2 separate regions of the Mus musculus genome follow, and region 2 is linked to region 1. The links are chromatin contacts, called in public Hi-C maps. All regions are on one chromosome and are shown on one strand. The core of a region is the stretch at or near the end of the contact, and the rest is flanking DNA. Distances in the headings are between cores, read along the strand shown.

Region 1 (6,309 bases), core at 1,495-3,994:
TTGGACCATGAATTCCCCAGTGTGCTGGGACTTAAAAGCAGAACAGTTTATTTGGTTCCTTGGTGACGTAGTCGTGAAGAAAGGTGCTTACGCTGAGATTGCTACTGAGAAGAGCCCAGAAGCCCCTGCCTCTTGTCTCAAGTGAGGACATAGTGAGAAGCTGTCGTCTCTAAGCCAGAAAAGCCAACCTTCACCAGACACAACATTCTCTGGAGCTGTTCCAAGACTTCTTGTTCTTCTAAACTGTGAGAAACAAACTTCTATTGTTTATTAGCCTTCCCAGTCTGTGGAATTTTCATGGTAGTACCCTAAATGGAGTATAATAGATGATGTATATATACCTACTTTTATTCTGTCTGTTTCCTCTTTGAGACATGTGGTTTCCTTTAAATCAGTGGTTTATTTCCCCTTTTCTTTTAAAACTCTTGGTCATTTTCTCTTCATATGGTTTCTGCTATGTCACTCTCCGTGACTCCACTTCAAGATGCCTCCACCTTTTTGCCACATGCCGTCTGTCTGTAAATGTTCTTCCCTCCTTCCCTCCCTCATTTCTGTTTCTATTATTTGTGGTCTATTCTTCTGTATTATTATTGCATATATATGCAAATGAATGATGAGTGCAAACTGCTGAATTAGTTTAGTGTCTCTTGGACTCTCCTGACCAACAACTTGAAGGGATTTTTGTCATCCCTGGACCTGGGGGGAAGCCACATGGTATTTCATCATTTAAACTGTATACATGCATATACAGATATACTTACATGTATTTTAGGTAAATATAAAACTCTATGATACCTTACAACTTTACCATGCATCCCTCAGTGTTATTTATCTCCCCTTCCTATATCTCTTGTCTTGATCAACCCCTCCCCCTTATACCCCTTCCACTTTTCCATCTCTCCCTTCATGTTGTCTTCATGTTACCTGTATTACCCTCCAAAAATCAATTTCCTAACCTTACCGCAACTGCCAACTGCTGTGTGTGTGTGTGTGTGTGTGTGTGTGTGTGTGTGTGTGTGTGCCTGTCTGTTGAGCTTGGGAAGGAGACTGGATGGGGGGATTATACACACCCCAGCCCATCATTAGCCAGTAGTTTGGCAGGGACAGAGAGAGTCCTTCCCTGATCATTGATTGATTGTTGATAGTTCTTGTATTAGCCCAGGCTGGATGCGCACTCACTATCTACCTACTTTGTCCTGCTGAATACTGGGACGACAGGTATTCACCACCACTCACTAGTTAATTAAAAATATTTTAGCCAGGTATGATGTGTCACACATGTAATCCCATGACTTTGGAGGCTAAGCCAGGAAAATCACTTTGAGTTCCAGGCCATTAAAATACACCGCAAGTTCTAGGCCAGCTTGGTCTACAGATTCAGACTCTGTCTCAAAAAAGGAAAAAACAATCTCACACACATAAGATAAATAAATAAATCTTTTTAAAAAAAGAGTGTACCACCATGCACAACTTATATTAACATTACCCAAAAAAATCCAATTACTCTACCAAAACTCTCAAGCTTTCTTGAGCATATTGCTAGAAATTGAACTAAATGGCTGGTATCTCCATGTCTGACAATAATATTTGTATTATCTGTGTTATTCATCTTGTCTTTTTTTATAGTTACTTTTTATTTAGTATCAGATATCAAGAATATAACATTTCGCATGGATAATAGAAATCTTTTTTAAAAATGTTATTTCTATCCAGAGAAGATTTTTTTTTTCTCCTTTGGGTATGCAGCTCATTTAAGGGCCCTAGGGATTCTACTCACAAAGTTCCAACCTGTGTTTTGAAGCTTGGTTTTGTTTACTGTAAGAATTGCTTTGTTTCCTGTACCCTAACATCTAGAGGATAAGTCTTCCAGATCATACCCCAAAACCCTTTGTGCTTCCAGGGCCTTGCTACCCTGATGCACCCTACAGAACCAGCAGTCACCCAGATGTCAAGCCCCTGTCTCTAGGCTTCCTTCTTCTTCTGACTCTTTAACCTACAAATCATCATTTTCTAACTGTGGTGTCTGTCAGCAGATATAGAATCTGTTTCTATCTTTCTAAGAGGAAACCTGGCTAGATATGAAACTCCTTTGAGCTTGGGAAGGAGACTGGAGTGGGGGATATAACAGCATCTACACAGCCTCCACTTAGCTTCTACATGCCTAGGCAGTCTCCCTTTAATCAGGACAAGGGGAAAATATGTATGCTGAGGAGAGTCTGTAGAAGCCAGAATGTTTGGATTCAAGAAGGATTAATCAATCCTTTGTCTGTCTGTCTGTCTGTCTGTCTGTCTTCCTTTCTCTCTCTCTCTCTCTCTCTCTCTCTCTCTCTCTCTCTTTCTTTCTTTCTTTCTTTCTTTGCTTTGGATAGGGTAAGTCAAACTTGGTGATATCTAAGTGCTATGTAATTTGAAATTCTAGGATTCTATTAAATGAAGCTGGGCTTCATTTAGGTTAATTTAGAAGTTTAATTAGAACTTAAAGTTTCTCCTGTAGTGATAAGGAGGCTTATCATCATAAAGAAAACTTCTGGGTTTTAATTTCAGCACAATAGCTCCCACTTGTAAAACACTGAACCAACTTCCATCCATAGTGTGCAATGGAATTGAAAATCTTATGTCCAGAACAAACTACTTGCAATATTATCTGCTAAGAATTCGCTTTTCTGTGAATCACTATGCAGTCATACAATGAAGCAGCTTTATCTCTGCCCTATCCTGTATTGTGGTTTTTATTATTTCTTACATATGCTTTGCAGGCTCTGGATCTTTTCCTCTTCATGATATTAGTAACTTCCCTTGTCCAGCCTTATGTTCCTGTATTCTTACACATTGTTTTTCTGTCTTCTCTTTCCCTTAACCCCATTTCCCACTTCTCTCCTCCAAGCTATAATTTCCACTGTGCTCTGTAGACCTTGTTCTCCATAGCATGGCAAGAGGAGGTGGTGTCTCTGGGTTCCCTTCTGCATTCTCCTTTATTGAATATTTGTCCAGCCATTGGCTTCCATTGAACCCCAGTTCTCTCTTTCTCGAGGGGATCTGTTTCTCCTGTAGCCTTCACTTTCCTCCTCATCTCAAACTGAGAAGTCAAGATCATGACTCCTTTACCATTTAAAACTCACCAGCTCCTTGCAGCCCTGGGTAATCCACCCCCGATTGTGTTAACCAAGTACTCCAGTACTCAGATACTGTCTGTTCTCACCCCAGGGACAAAACCACAGCATTGAGGCTTTCGTCAGTGTGATGACCACAAAGCCCAAAGGTACACCAAGCTCCTGACTCTTACTATTCACTCCCCTATTGAATTCACTTTGCTGACTCTGTGGGAGATAGTTGGCGTCTTCTTGTTTCATGACTCAGGCCCATCTCTCCTCAGTCATATCTCAGAGTAAGAACAGATATCATATGAAGAGAGACAGTTCATCTCTTTGTGACACCAATTCTGGAACTGACATTATCTGTCATTGCTTCTGTTGCAAAAGGAAAAGAGGACCTACCACTTTCCGATACTGACAACCTGTTCTTTTTCTCTGAATTGTAAACACTATTAGGATGTGAGTCTTTATTGTGACAGCATCTCTCTCTGACGTAGGATCTTCCATTATTTATCTCCTGTGTTGAGAGACTTCCCTTTTAGAGGTTATGAGCATACACAGTTCATAGAGATAAGTAGCCTAAATACTTGAAAAGATACTTCAGCTAATTTATAAAACTGTACAAAATAAAACTGCACTGAAATGCCATTTTTATCTTACTATACTGGCAAAAAGGTAAAAGTCTGAAACATGTGATATATGAGAAAGAAACACCATGTTTAATGAAGGCTGCCTTCCTCCAGTGCTAGAGTATTGAACCTGGGGCCCTTGGTCATGCTGGGTAAGTGTTCTATCCTGAGCTGTAACCCTCATCATGGAGGGGTCAGTTTCATATTGCACTGCTTGGGTGGGGGGCAGGGGAATTACAACTTTACTGAACATCAGGTTGATAGTATGTAGCAAAATTGTCAAGTCTATGATAGCCATGGACCTCAGTCCCTGATCTTAAGTTCATCCTATATCAGACTGTGCATCCTAGAGTGACTGCAAGACTTGGCTGTGCACTCTTCCTGGGTACTTCTGTCCAGATCCAAACCTTTAAACACCCCTTTGTAAACTACTGACCCTGAATTTAGTCCTTGAGCTTAGAAACTCCTCTGGCTACAGATCTGTGGCTATGGATTTTGACTCTCCTCTCAGGGTACCCCGATGCTGCCAATACACTGGCTGGGAGAAGACTGGGCAACTTTGGGAAGCGGTGGGGTCCACAGTCCTCCTGGGCATCAGATGCTGATGTATGCCAGGTCAAGAAAGGTGAAGTGGAATCTGGGGCAAACAGGATCTAGATCCAGTTGGCTTTCTGAGACAATCTTAGCTTGTGGTAACTTCTTTATTGGGGGTGAGTTTGAATTGAACACATACTTTATTCAGTGTGTATATATATATATATATATATATATATACATATGTATATATAGTTATATAGTTATATTGTTATATTATGAATATATATGTGTGTGTATATATATATATAGTTATATAGTTAGTTATATAGTTATATAGTTTTGGGGATGAGACTGTCCAGAGTGGCAAAAGGTAATAGGCTGAAAGCTAAGGCACTGAGATGCCTCATTTGCCTGGAGAGGAGCTCCCAGTATGGTGCTTCTGACTGACTACTTGTGACCACCAAGTTCAAGGCAGGCACAGAAACAGGGAGATAATTAACCCTACTCCTGCTGGTCACGGGATAAGATTCTAATCTCAAGTTTTGAGATGTCCATGTTTTGGTCATGCTCAACCTTGCCCATTCTATGCCAGTTCCTCTGGTGTCAGGGTCCATACGACCTACATGGGCCAGTCTGTTTACACAACCTATGTGCTGGGTTGATGGCACTTCAAACTTATAGTAGCCCAAATAAGATATATTTTTCATCTCCCCATCTACCCCCACAAATATCTATGTTCTCCCCCAGCTACCTTTCTCTGAATCTTTGATTTTACTTAACTGAACAATTTTGTATATTCCTTAAATTTTCTGTCTTTTGGTTAAGAGCCAGTTTTAACCCTTGGCTTTACACCACCTTCAGCATTGCTTCTCAAGGATGTTGGCCTCGCCTGCCTTCTCTAGTTTCAACTCCAACCTTCTCTCTTGCACTGGAGCCAACAGTACGGTTGCTTCTCACCATGGTCCCCACACCATCTCTCCCTTCCTTTGCAGGTCCTAGCTTCTTCTCCAGCTCCTACAAGGTGACCTTCTATCTGTTACTTCCATCTTGTTTAGCTCTTTGAATAAAACCCTGAGAATGCTAATTAAGCTCTCAAGTGACAATGTAGGATGCTGTGTATGACTGGGATCATGAGGCATAGCTGCAAAGAGAATGGAATGTCATATCTTGAATCAGCCAATTAGCCTGGAGGAACATTATCACTGGCCACTTTATGGCAAAATATAGTGTAGCTAGCCAGGAAGCACAGCAAGAATGAGATGTTCTCAAAAGGTACCATCTACCTGCTGTGGTAAGCCCCAAGTATCTTTCTGCCCGTGATGGATAACAGTCACTCTGTCAGGTGCTATAATGCTGGGTTTCTGGGGGTTGGACCTATGTCTTTGATGCATTTCATTATATCCAGTTTTTAACACTGGGATGAAAAGTCCAGAATCTGCTGCCCTCCATAACTAACTTGTGGTCTCTGACTGCAGTTTTGCCCTGATCTCTGCTAATTACTCCTCTGCTACTAACACTTTATTTTGGCATTATCTAAGCCAGAGTTGCCCTTTCTTTCTTTTGAGCTTCAGGTAACATCATTTAAGTTGTCTTTTGAACAAATCTGATCATGTTTGTTCAGTATCAAGTTCGCCTGAGCTTTTCGTTGGACTAAGGTGGCAGAAGTAAAGCCTCTATTCATACCCATGGGCTTCCTCACCATCGTCCTTTCACATTTTCATCATCTGTATATATGGAGATACATATAGTCCAAAAATATTTAAATATGGATGAAAAGCTGCTTCCAGAAATGTAATTGATTTTCAGTGATACAAAATTGTCCCTAAAAAAATCACGTGGTATTATGATGAAGCACATCTGTGGGGTTAAAAATTTAATAGGAATAATCTAGTGGAAGAAGATGAGGACTAGTAATTTACAAAAGACTTGCACTTGCATTGTTGTTGCAACAATTGTTACAGGTTTCCAATTATAATTACCATTATGATTAGGCAAATGGGATGAGATTTTTAATATGAAAATTACTGTAGACTCATTCTTCCTTTGTCTGT
Region 2 (6,309 bases), core at 1,614-4,113, 700 kb before region 1:
GGGCACCGTATAGGTAACGAGTTTTAGAACTTTTATCTACAGTAATAAAGTAGTATTTCTGCAGGGTAAACCGCTCACTAACTTTCTTCTATGCATTCCTATTTACAGCACTCTCGCTGCACATCACCTCTGGAAATTACCCTTGGAAAGGCTTCCTACTTTATCATTTCATCTTGGCATCTCTGTTAATATTTTTTTGTAAAATAACTTTTCCCTTATGCTATCCTTCAGGTGTAACAAGGAACTTAAAAGGGGTGATGGCCAAAGGGTCACTGTGACTTTAAAAGAGGAGGTCCAAACCCTGGCTTCAGGTCCACATGAATTATTGAGAAAAGTTAACATGTATAGATGGTAACAAGGAAATAGTTTTGTTTTGTTTTGTTTTTTCCAATCTCTAGGAATAGAAAAAAAAACCAAAACTAAAAGATCCTTCCAAATTATTTCTTTATTCTCCAGTCTAATCCACTTTGTTGCTGGGATAGCTTTTTATGTTTTCTTAGCCTTCATGTGTGGTGAGTGGGGCTGGGGAGGAGTGTGTGCACTATGCTTGTGGAGAACCGCAATCAAGCGGATCACTGTAATACTGGGAATGGCTCTCTTGATGATTGGATAGAGTATTGTAGTAGCTTCTAGAAACATATGCCAAAGTAAAGCAGAGAACTGAAGGCAATTCCAGCCAGACTGGTAACTGTTTCCCTAATGAACATCAACATATGTATTGTGGTTGGCATATGCAACAACTCAAGATGTTCACTTCTTGGTCAATACACAGGGCTCTTCTTAACATCTGGGCACCAATTTCACTGCTCAAATAAAATGTGACATCAATTCTTCTGAGCAAACAAACCCAAATGTACTTACTACGTAATTCCCAGGAGACGCTGAGGAGTAGGGTATCTGGAACATGAGCACGACAGAGACAAATATTTTGATTCATGTGACCACATGAGATTGAATTAAATGAATTGACTTCTCTTTATCACATTAAAAATGAATCAAAGGTATAATAAAACACAAAGGAACTTGTATATGTGTAAGTGCCAAAAAAAAATCCAGGCAACTATAATATTATATTGAATTCACAAGAAAATGTAGATTTCACAAGAGGAATTCAAAACGATAGCTTCAAATTATATTGGCTTGGGTCAGTTGTTTCCACTGGGTGATACTAATGAGATATTCTATAAATAGAAAGATTATATATACTCATACAGCTAAAGCCCGGGAATCTCAGATTAGTATCCTGTGCAGATGAAACTTACTGCTACTTTCACACAGTACATGTGAATTCTTACATTCTTCACTTAGTTAATATTGACGCAATAAAAGGAATTTGATGTCCAAAGACTGAGAATTTATGAGGATCAAGTCCAAACAAGAGGCTGTTTTCTAGATGAGATGGTTTTAATCCCCAACACTCTGATGACACAAGTGAAGAATTAAAAATGTACCCTAAAATAACCCCCTAAGTGTAGGTGGCATAGGTATACTTAGACATTTCCTTTTCAACAAGCCCACTAGCTCACTGGCATGATGCAGTCCATACAATGATGTGTCTCCCTGGAATGAGCTAGTCAAGGCCAGAGTAAGATCTGAGTGGTGAAGGGAAGCGTGGACTCTGAAGAGTCCCTAACTTGTCATAACACCACACTAGTGTGAAGTCATAAATAAGGAAGTATGTAAGCCATAATGCCCTTTAAAGTATTTGATGATTTTTTGGAACTATTTAACATTAGGCTATTTGAAAAGGCTTTCTCCTTTTGGTGTCCTTGCTTTCTGCAAGCACAAACCACATGTCACCAGAGCCTCTACTTGACTGTGGGGTTGAGCCCAACACACCGCAGTGCTACTGTAGGCCCAGTCAGTAGTTGGGAAGGGGCTTACTTCCCCTGAGTACCAAGGTCTCTCACAGCATTGACCTTGAACTTAATTTGCTAAATACTTTACTTTGGTTTCCTGTGCCTCTTTCAGTTCACGATCTACCCAAACTCTTTAATTCTATTGTGTTTAAATGCAAACATTTGCCCCTGTGCAGGGCTAATACCCTGTCAGCTCCTAGGAGGAATGTCTTCTCCCTTGTCTTCAGCAATGGCCACTGTTTTCCTTCTCTGATTTGTTTAACACCTTTCTTACAAGGTTAAAGTTGCAAGACACAATCTAACCATCGTTTAGTTCTTTGTTACTCCCAATATATTAAATTCCTGAACTTTTTTCACTATTTCTCTTCCCTTTTTGAGAGTTCAGAACCTTTGTACTAAGATTTGAACAATTCCTTTGCCTGAAACCTTGTCACTTTTAGGAGGAAGAAGAATTCTTGGGCTGTATTTATCTACTTCTTTGGTATAACTATTTTCATTTGTCAGATTTCACATTACCAAATGGTTCTTCGGTTTTCTGACTCTAAATCAGCATTTGGGCTCCTATCCCTGGCACATAACTGAGCCTGTACTTTTGTGAGTTGTTAGAAGTATCTAATAGTATAGTATAAAAACATACATTACATCAAAAGACAGAAATACCATGGGAGTGTAGTGGTAAATCTGAGCTGGAAATCTGGGTACACAGGAAGAAGGTGTAGATGAGGAAAGATGAGGCAAGCCAAAGGAAGGAAAGGGAATGAGAGAGTGCACAGTATAATCGGGGAATGCTATGGATTTTTTTAAAAAAATTTTTTATGGCTGTTACACTGTAAGACTTACAGGCTGTGTAGTTAATGATAAGACCACATGATTGGACCAGGAATGACTGCATGCTATAGGAAATAAGAGGTTTTATAGTGTTTGGATGCATGCTTCAGTACTGTGACTCTATGGGAACTAGGCAAAATGAATCAAGTAGACCAGTGCAGAATCTCAGCCAAGACCTGGCAAAGGGACCTGTCGACCTCAATAAGCAGGATTGGAGAACTGAGAGTTGTTTCACATTCAATGGCAAATGGTGTCATAACTCCAGTTCCAGAGGGTCCTATGAGTGCTTTTGAATTCCATGGGCTCCTATCCACATGTGGTGCTCTTACATACACTTAGGCAAGCATGCGCATGAGCGCACATGATGCTATGTATATATTTATTTTATTATATGAGTATTATATAAATATATATAAAATAAATATTTTAAAACATGTTAAAGTAAGACCCAGATAATAAGTAAGATCACAGAGCTAGAGGGTCAGAATCATTTAACTACAAAAAGCTGAAAGGAAATTAAGGGTCAAATATGTTGCATGACTAAGCTAGAAAGGAATTCTGCACCATAGTACTCACGATTGTAGTGGTTTGAGTAAAGGCTAAAGCAGTAACTTCTCCTTTTAAGATGACTGGTGTCATTCTAGTTTCTCAAGAAGGAACGGAATCAATGACCCTGTAAGTACTGATGGTGGGGACGGCATCATGCATTATGCCAGTAGAAAGCAGGAACCAGGTTTTAGTGGGTTTTTTTTTTTAATTAAAAAAAACTTGTACTGTATTTTCTTTATGGTTAATCACTTATTTTCCTTAAAGGGGTTTCCTCCTCCTTCCCCTGTCAAATCAGTAAACTGATTAATATAATGCTGTGCAAAAGATGTGATGTCACGACAAATCCTTGTTCTACTAACCCCTTTCATACTTTCCAGTTAACGGTACTTCCCTTATTTTGACTTGACTTGGGTTGTGTGGGCCCAGGAGGAGGCACAAACTACTGTAGTATGCTTACTATTTCTACCTTTACTTTTGAAAATCCGACTGAAATTTTGAGAAGGCGACATAAAACACACATTTGCGTAATGAAATTTAAAAATACATAATTTCAAAAATAAGACTCACTTTTTTCTAAAAGAATATAAACAACACTGCTTTTGGAGCAACTACTTTAAATGCATAGCCCAGCAGGCTATGGAGCTCTCCAGAGCAGCAGGCTTTTCACTGCTAAACGTTACAAAGTGCAAAATATGTATACTCACTGAATTCGCATTTGTTGGGTTTGGCCAAGGTCTACCACCACCTGGACCCCTACAAAACGATATGACAGATTAATTCAACCTGAGCCTCAGTGGCTCCACAGCAGACAGTCCTGTTTGTGACATAGTTGCCATGCACCATGAGAGTCAAGTTTGTAACATAGTTGCCATGCACCATGAGAGTCAAGTTTGTAACATAGTTGCACCATGAGAGTCAAGTTTGTAACATAGTTGCACCATGAGAGTCAAGTTTGTAACATAGTTGCACCATGAGAGTCAAGCTCAGGTATCACTCTAGTCATCTTTGTGGGTTTTCCTTGAATGCAAAAAAAAAATTACCCCAGAAAACAGTTTCATGTAAAGTTAGTTTAATATTGTTTATTTTTATAAACAAAATTGGAAGCCACCTATACTAGACTATATATGCTCCTAAATAATTTTTAGCAGTTTTAGAGCAAAAGGGATCAAATACAGTTAAAAATAACTCAATCAGTATGGGCCACATGTGTATTATTCAAATGAAACTATTTGTAAAATATCTACATAAATGGCACTCTTAAATACAAATAAGCAATATGCAAACTTGTGTCCTTCTATGAAATAGTCTTATATGGTATTGTATCCTCTAGTGCTCATGGTGACTTAGTCCTGGGAAGCACTGAGTCTGGCATTAGTCTCACTGCCAATACCACTCTCATATGTGGCTCCACTGAGTTACTAAGCCATGGGTACCATCATCTGCCAGAGAAGGATGGAGGATTCAAATGGGCATGCTCTATATTATAGCTCTATAAATTTGTTATTATAATATATATTATACGATATATACTATATAAACTTAGATTACAGCTTTATCAATGTTATTGATTTAAAATTCATAATTTTAGTTGAAGATAGTAGAGAGAGGAAGTCTTAAAATGAAAGGAGATATTCTATGCCAATATATTGCTTTATTTTAGAATTCAAGAGAATGTTTTATATTTTATACTATATAAACAAAATTAATGCCCAATTAAATCAAATTCATATACCTGGGCTGTGGTGTTAAGTACATTTGAATAAATATTGTCTTATGAAAAGTAGACTATTTTCAACTTCCCTTATTTTATTAGGTTACTGAAAATTCTCTTTAGAGTCACTAATCACTAAGGCAGTGTAATATTCCATTTTTAAAACATCCTTTGTTTGGACTTTCCTTCAGCCTCCACTGAGGGGTTCTGCCAGCACCTGACTTAGACAGATGCAGATACTTACAGGCAACCATTGGACTGAACCTGGGCATCCAAATGGAGGAGTTAGGGGAAGGACTGAAGGAGCTGAAGGGGATTGCAGCTCCATAGGAAGAACAACAATAGCAATTAACTTGACCCCTCAGAACTCCCGGGGAACTAAGCCACCAAACAAAGAATACACAAGGGCTAGTCCATGGTTCCTGCTACATATGTAGCAGAGCACTGCCTCATCTAGCATCAGTGGGAGGGGAGGCCCTAGGTCCTGTGGAGGTTTGATGGCCTAGAGAAGGGGAATGCTAGAATGGTGACGTGGGAGTGGATGGGTGGGTGGAGGAGCAAAGGGAAGGGTTGGAATGGGGTGAGAGGTTATGGAGGGGGAACTCAGGAAGGGGATAACATTTGAAATGTAAACATTCCATATGTAGCAAAGGATGGCCTAGTCGGCCATCATTGGAAGGAGAGACCCTCGGTCTTGCTAAGATCATATGCCCCAGTACAGGGGAATGCCAGGGCCAGGAAGCAGGAGTGGTTGGGTTGGGGAGCAGTGCAGGGGAAGGGTATAGGGGACTTTCGGGATAGCATTTGAAATATAAATGAAGAAAATATCTAATTGAAAAATGAGAAAAAAGTACCTTAAATCTAGGCATCTTAAATCTAAAGTAATAAATATTAAATAAAAACAATGTCCAAGTTACTTATATTAGTAGTGTTTGCTTGGAATCCTTACAACTACTTTAGTTTGAGCTTGGTATTCCCTAGGAGTGTAAATAGAGGAAAATGGTTTAAATCCCTCCTTAGGCTCTATTCCAAATGCTCCAAGTGGAATCTCTCCTGAGGTGATACTGATGATAAGGACAAAGGTGTGACAGGTTTATAATTGATTATTGAACACTTCTGAAAGATGATTTACATACAGGATTCAGTGTCCAGATAGACATAAAATGATGGAAAACAGGATGCACAGATGTTTATCAAGTAAAACATCTGAGTAGGGAGGTGTAGTCACATAGTGTGTCTGATGCAAAATAAAATGTAATGAAGAAACTGGGAAATATTTGTCTTAAAACATTCTAGAAAATATTCAAACCATAGAAAAGTTTAGTGCTATGATGATATATAGTTAGTGATCTCATAACTTTG

Evidence for each region. Hi-C and Micro-C count contacts between places; a contact is called where the count stands out from the background.
Region 2: a Hi-C map of bone marrow-derived macrophages shows a contact between it and region 1, with 10 read pairs. The contact joins two enhancer-like sites. A contact is called at or near these places in 2 of 15 datasets of contacts at CTCF or cohesin (the NIH/3T3 cell line and large pre-B cells) and 11 of 484 Hi-C or Micro-C datasets (the AML12 cell line, the C2C12 cell line, CD8 T cells and 7 more).

What each region holds. Positions count from the first base shown.
Region 1 is chr13:90,978,391-90,984,699 of GRCm38.p6, reverse strand. All of the region lies in intron 5 of Atg10 (autophagy related 10), which reads left to right. Among named protein-coding and RNA genes, the nearest start is that of Gm46434, 50 kb to the right of the region's middle. Within about 2 kb of position 2,744, at least 31 of the 459 cell types and tissues checked have an H3K27ac peak or open chromatin away from gene starts, as enhancers often do. A contact at or near this core is called in bone marrow-derived macrophages, where this site is marked.
Region 2 is chr13:91,678,270-91,684,578 of GRCm38.p6, reverse strand. Ssbp2 (single-stranded DNA binding protein 2) reads right to left here. Exons shown (of 17, transcript NM_024272.4): 10 at 3,941-3,989; 11 at 862-897. Among named protein-coding and RNA genes, the nearest start is that of Gm22778, 42 kb to the left of the region's middle. Within about 2 kb of position 2,863, at least 48 of the 459 cell types and tissues checked have an H3K27ac peak or open chromatin away from gene starts, as enhancers often do. A contact at or near this core is called in bone marrow-derived macrophages, where this site is marked.